Linked DNA regions of Gossypium raimondii: region 1 is linked to region 2. Evidence: chromatin contacts called from public Hi-C data. All regions are on one chromosome and are shown on one strand. Each heading gives the region's core, a stretch centred on a gene start, on an enhancer-like site or on the middle of the called end of the contact. The rest is flanking DNA. Distances are from core to core; before and after follow the strand shown.

What was found. Hi-C and Micro-C count contacts between places; a contact is called where the count stands out from the background.
Region 1: a contact with region 2 is called in a Hi-C map of leaf, with 2.8 times the contacts expected there. The contact joins the enhancer-like site here to the promoter of LOC105790730 in region 2. A contact is called at or near these places in 2 of 2 Hi-C or Micro-C datasets (both in leaf).

The regions. Positions count from the first base shown.
Region 1 is chr8:9,629,846-9,633,121 of ASM2569854v1, reverse strand. LOC105790732 (mitochondrial Rho GTPase 2) reads left to right here. Exons shown (of 14, transcript XM_012618478.2): 11 at 232-344; 12 at 637-787; 13 at 873-1,059; 14 at 1,176-1,446. The coding sequence ends at 1,243. Among protein-coding and RNA genes, the nearest start is that of LOC128042947, 4.1 kb to the right of the region's middle. Within about 2 kb of position 1,966, the one cell type or tissue checked has open chromatin away from gene starts, as enhancers often do. A contact at or near this core is called in leaf, where this site is marked.
Region 2 is chr8:9,546,486-9,549,945 of ASM2569854v1, reverse strand. LOC105790730 (hypothetical protein) reads right to left here and starts at 1,814. Exons shown (of 11, transcript XM_012618473.2): 1 at 992-1,814; 2 at 183-736; 3 at 1-22. The coding sequence starts at 1,496.

The sequences.
Region 1 (3,276 bases), core at 717-3,216, 83 kb before region 2:
TGATAGCCATAGATGCCCTATGTCCTGGTATTATTGTGCAACTTGCTAGTATCCTCTTTCTTTTCTTACCACCCCATTTTTTCACTGTGAGATCCTTGACCATGAATGTGGGGTGTAAAATTTTGTTCAAAAGAGGAGGTGATCATAATGAGAAGTTTCACATGGCTGTTCATTTCTGGTGAAATTTTCACATTTGATGTGGCAATCTTTGTGACTCTGTTGACTTTACAGGGTTCTCAGAAGACCCTTATTTTGCAAGAGATACCAGAAGATGGAGTTAAGAAATTGCTGTCCAATAAGGAATGTTTGGCTGCCTGTGATGTAGCTGTGTTTTTGTATGACAGGTAAAGTTAAATATTTTATTTGTCTGAAGCTGCAAGATGAGAATATCATGGTGCTATAGCATACTTATAGAGCAGTGGTTATGAACCTCTGTAAATTAATAATTTAGTGGTTTTGAATATCCTCTACTAACTAATCCTACTTTTTCCCTTTGTCTGCTTCTATGTTGTGCTAAATCTGCTAGCCTGTGGGTGGAAGTTGAAGAATAACCAGCACCTCAAAGGGCTGTAGAAATCTGTTGATATGTCTGTAAATAGTCTCTTATCTTACATGATAGTGTATTCCTATTGCCAGTTCAGATGAATATTCATGGAAAAGATCTAGAGAATTGCTTCTGGATGTTGCTAGGCGAGGAGAGGAAAGTGGTTATGGAGTGCCTTGCCTACTCATTGCAGCAAAGGATGACTTGGATCCCTTTCCGATGTCTCTGCAAAACTCGGCTAGAGTATATATCTTATCATTGGCTGCTTTGTTACCCAATAAAACCATGGCAATATTTGAATATGGTGTGAATTTCTAATTTGTTTCAGGTTACTCAGCAGTTGGGAATGGAAGCTCCAATTCCTGTAGGTGTGAAATTAAGAGATTCCAAAAGTGTATTTTCTAGAATCGTAAGTGCAGCAGAACACCCTCATCTGAGCATTCCTGAGACCGAGAAAGGGAAGAAAAGAAAGCGATATCGCCGGCTTGTTAATAGCTCACTTATGTTTGTTTCAGGTTAATATTATTATGTCATTTCTTAATGCATCTCTCTCCTTTCGACGGAAATAAACAATATAATAGTTGCTGTTATAGTTTGCTTGTTAATAACCGGGTTTGTGATTAAGTTACAGTGGGGGCTGCTGTTGCTGTGGTCGGACTAGCAGCTTATCGTGCCTATGCTGCAAGGAAGAATACTTGAAAGATAGTCTAATTGACAGCTATTTCTTTTGTCTGCATTTGCAACTCAAATAAATGGTCAGTACATGTATCCTTGTTTGGATTTTCAAGCTGATACCTGTAAATAATTTTTGACAATTATTTCAGCAAGGCAGGAGGTAATCTTTTCTACTTTCACTTATATCGAATCAAATAATTTACCTTTTATTTAAAGTTTCTTGTTTATTCCCCTTGTCTACTGAAATATGTTATATGTAAACTACATGCAATTTTGTATCAATTTCATGGTGCCATTTCATGCCAATTGTCTATCATGACAGGATCTGTGAACCTTGGAATAAAGTATTATTGTTCATATTGCCTTGTGGACAGCTCCCAAGCTTAGAAAAAAAAATGAACTAGTTAGTTGGCTTAGATTCATTATGAGTAGCAGGCAGGTATATAGGCAATTCTTGTTGGGAAGGAGCAATGTTGCCCCCTTAGTCCTTAGATGGTTGTTTGTTTCCCCCTTACATGCATGATCTGTTGGTGATATTACCTAGCTATGGTTATACAAAAATAGCAGTTTTGAAGAAATGAACTTTAAAATGGTAGGATTAGAATTGAAATAGTAGGATACTACATTCTTTCACTATATTTTTATGATCTTTTCATGGACATGGTAGAATAATACATGGGTAATGACTAATGACCTATGACAAAAAAGCCTAGTGAACGAAATTTCTTCTTGTGAAGACGGCCTGCTTGGCTATGCGCCCAAATGCTGTTTACTTCAAATGGACTTAGGCCTAGACTTTCTCATGAGTCGGGTCGGGCCATCCTTTGTTACAAATTTGCTTGTTCAAGATCTAGCTTGACTTGAGAAGCCTTGAAATGCCCAATGATTGTTCAAATAATATCTATTATTCTTGTAATATAATATTTAATAAAGTTATTATTACTCTTATGGGGTCAAGTGAGTTTGGATGTGAAAAGCTAGGGTCGGTTTTATCTGAGTTGAGTTAGACCTGTATGTTATTTGGATAGATCTATTCAGGATACAAAAACTATGCTTTTAATTTAATTTAGATTAAGTTTGGAAACTAATTTAAATTATTTTAGATTAGACTAATATAAAATTTGTAAACAGTATGTTTGTTCAAATAAGTTCTGGTTTTTTAAAAAAAAAACTAAATAAGCTCGTATTCTTTTACTTTTGCAAATTTTATTTTAGCTAAAAATTTTTAAAAAAATGGGTGTGTTTGGTTCAAGGAATGCAACATTCTCGGGTAATGTGAGACTTCAATGTAAAATTTTAACGTTTGAAGTTTAATGTGAGATTTCAGTGTAAAATTTTAATGTTCGAAGTTTAAACATTATCTTGAGTCGGTAATATCACATTCTCAATAGTGTCAAGATTTTTGACCTCTTTAGGAATTCTAATATTCCCTTGGTAATGTGATATTTTTGCAAATTTACTCTTACTTTTTAATGACAGTGATTCATATTGTTAAAAATGAAATAATAATAAAACTAATGAATTCTCTAATTCTTTAATATATTCTTCAAGTAATATTACAACTATATTTATTTGTTATTATAGGTTGAGAAAAATTAATATTTAATCTATTATATTACATTTTGCTCAAAATATTACTTTGACAACAATTTACCATTCTTATTTTTATCATTTTGGTCAAATTGGCCTTTAAACCATTTATTACATATCTAAATAAAAAATATATATTTTTTTTCTTCATTTTTGGTCTCTTGGATCAAAGCAGAATCCTAGCTGCCTGTTGAAGATAAGGAATTAATGTATTAGAGAAATTTATTCATTTATAAATAAAATAAAATTTTATGAGAACAATTTAATAAAATATACTTTTAAATTTTTAAATAATTTTACATTTAAATCAACCAAACAATAAAATTTTACTTTCTAGCCAATTGAATCAAATAGAATAATATATCAATGTTAAGTAATTTTACATTTTGATAATCTCATTATTTAAACAAGTTTTTGGAATGTTATGGTATGAATGCTCAATTTTAACTATTTAGTTTAATTTTAAT
Region 2 (3,460 bases), core at 565-3,064:
TAAGAAGTGAAATCTCCTCCATCTGGAATTTAAAACACACAAAGATTCAACCAAAAACGGGAAAAAAAAATTGTCAATCGAAAACACAGAGATTCAACCAAAAAAGGAAAAATAAATAATTGACAATCTCATAACCATTATGGAAAATAACTTGAACTACCAAAGCTTAATTAAAAGATCACCAGAGGTGAAGCTTTCTGGAAGACATTTATTGCTTTGGTTAACACTGATCTCTCCTTCTCGATAAGTTGTTTTTCTCTATCTTCCACTTTAATAAAACCCGCCACACCCACTTTCTGGTGAGAGCCACGATCGATATCCGCCATTTCTAGTTCAACGATGCTCTCATCCTGACGTTTGTTATTAGTTGTATATACAGTGTTAAAAAACTCGCTCAAAACATCATCGGTAAACAACCTCAAATCTTCCAATGACAAAACTACACCACTAGCACCTGATTTGAAAATCTTGGTCAACTCAGTATATGATGGCACCTCTGCTTGTGAATTATTATTAACAACAAAGATCGGTATCTTCACATTTTCATAGACAGCCTTCATTGCCGTATTGGCGTGCTCTTCTTGACCCAGATCATATATAAGAAAATCAGCACCTTCAGAACTTGAAGCATTTAAAGCAGAATCTGAAGATTGCACGGTCCTAGCTACCAAAGGGAGAAAGACAGAATCTGATTTTGAATCCATCATTGTGTTTCTTGCGACTATGGCAGGAAGGCCTGTAAAGGAAGCATTTCTCGTAAACAAATACAACGATGTTGGATATAGGTACAAATGCATTTGATATGACTGAAGACTTTAACAGCTTTACTTTAACATTGGGTCGATTTCATTTTGAAAAACAAGCATGACAATTTCATTACTTTAAACTCTGATAAGCTTTTGAAAAGAAATAAATCCACTTTTACGTGAATAGTCCAATAACCTTGAATAAGCAAACTTTAGAAGAAAAAAGAAAAAGGCAAAAAGCCCACCTTGATCAGAGAGGACCACGCCACTAGCACCGACAGCGGCGGCAATGTCAACGCGCTCCGCGATCAAAAGATAAGCGCGATCTTTAACAACCGCTTTTAACGAACGGGCAGCTTCATAAACCCTGCCGCCACTTCCTTCACCACCATTGAGCACTACAAGGCCAACCCATTTGGAGACGGCCTTGTCAATGAAATCGAGCGCATTGTCGTCAGCCAAGACGTCGTTGGGGTCCAACTGGAGAACAAAATTAGGGACCTTGATCTCGGGACGTTTGTAGCCACCAGGGAATAGAGTTCTGGGAGGCTGCTGGTTTTGAGGGCCTTGGGGTCCAAGCTGTTGGGAAGTAGAGCTGAAAGAATTGGTGGAAAGGGAGGGTTTCGTCGGAGGAAGAAAGCGGCGAAAAGGGGATTTAGTAAAGCGAGAGGAGAAAGGAGGAGATGGGCTGAAGTGGAAAAGAGCGGAGGAGGGAGAGGCGGGGAACCGGAGGGAAAGGAGAGGGATCATCGAAAAGGAGAAAAAGGGAACTTCTTTTTTGTGGGATACTTACTTGTGGTAAGTGAAGCAAGTAATTTGGCTATGGAGGCAGAGATTAGAAAAGAAGAAAGGGTGGAGGTTGAGCGAAACAGTGAGTGTTAAGAGAGATGTTATCGTCTTATCCTCTGGAGATATGAGTGATACCGATGAACCCACCACCAATTTGCTAAAAATAAAAATCTGACGGTCACTATGCTAAGAAGCCGTAATGGGCAGCTTTTAGTTCATTGGATTGGAGAGCTTTTGAAAGACAAAAATAGGTGGGAGACCCACTTGGCTGAATTCAATTGCATCCCACCGCCATGGCAATTCGCAAAACCAAAACTTGCTTTTCTGAACAAACATTTTGTTATAACAAAAGTTCAATTGTTTAATAATTTTGTAGTGTTTGTTGTTCTTACTTTCTCTATTAAATTTGTTTTCTTTTCTTGCATGTGACTTTAAAACCATTTGGCCATAAAAAAGGTTACATGATGGACATGTAGTTAATTAACAAATTAGGATTTTTCTTTTAAATTTAAATTATTCTTTTTATGTTTTACTACTTCACGTAATCAAGTTAATAATAAAGAATCCAAAAGACTCATATAAAGGAATTAGATCGGTCTATGGGTCAGGTCAACCCGTTCGAAAATGGGAAGAGTTTAGTCAAAAATATAAGCTCAAAAAATAGGTTTAGATAAGAAAATAATGTCTGTTTAAAAACGAGCCAAGCCTCAAGTAATGTTTTTTTGGCCCTAGCCTGAATATGGAAAAAAATGATTTTTTTTATTGTTTGCTTGCTGTTTTTTCTTATTTTCTTGTTTTTTCTCACTATTTTGCTACCATTTCACAATTATGTTGCTACTATTTAGATATTTGTATAACTCTTGTTTTATTGTTAATTTTGTTACTATTTTAGAGGCATTTGCTTCTTAAGTTGCACCTATCTTAGTATTATTTAAGTATACATATTTTTTAAAATTTATTGGGAAATATTTATTTTAATATTTTTAGTATTTTTATATATTATATATATTTTTAAAAATATATAAAAAAATCAATATAGATAGACCGAACCTAGATTTTAACATTTTTTATCTAAGCCAGACATAGCACATCCTGGAATAGATGTTTCCACCTGTTTAGGATTCAAGAAAACGAAATTAAACATCATACTGCGTAATATATATATTATCTAACAAAGACTATTAACACTCTTATGCTCTCCCTCACCACCTTCACCCCATTTTACACCTACTACTAGTCTCGACCTCCCTGTGTCCATTTTCACCATCTCCCTCATAACCTCCTCCTCCTCATTGTCAAACTTACCACCCATTCACCATGTCAAACAAGTATCCAGTACAGCCGTATGGGTGTAGATATACTCCTACACATCTCTTCGACCTCTTTCATCTCCACTGTCTTTCAGGCACAACCCTCCTCACACCCACCCTCGTGCCCTTATCATCTCCACCCCATTTTATGTCACCACCATCCTGTTTCCACTTTCACCATCTCCCTCATCACCTCATTCTCATTATTATAAGTCTTACCACCCTTTCACTATGTCAAAGGTTAACAGTTCTTTTAAATAATTAATCTACATGTTTTTAACTTGAGAGAAAAAAAAACCTTACCGAGAACTTAGACAGGAACAGACTATTGAGAAGTCAGTTGATAATTAGTTTGAGTAGTTAACTTTATTGTTAATATATTTAGTCTATTAGCAAATAATCTATAAAAGGTCAATAAGTTTGTAATTATGGTTTAAGACACTTATTGTAATTATTGATATTACAGAGTATTTTTTTTCATTCATGATCAGTTTTTCAACATGGTATCAGAGCTCCAGTGATCGCTAGCTTTCCGGTCACCAAAGTCCGGTTACAAAATTTGCTTGGTTTGCTGATTCGCTGTTACTTCATTTCGGGTTATGAAGGTTGAAAAAT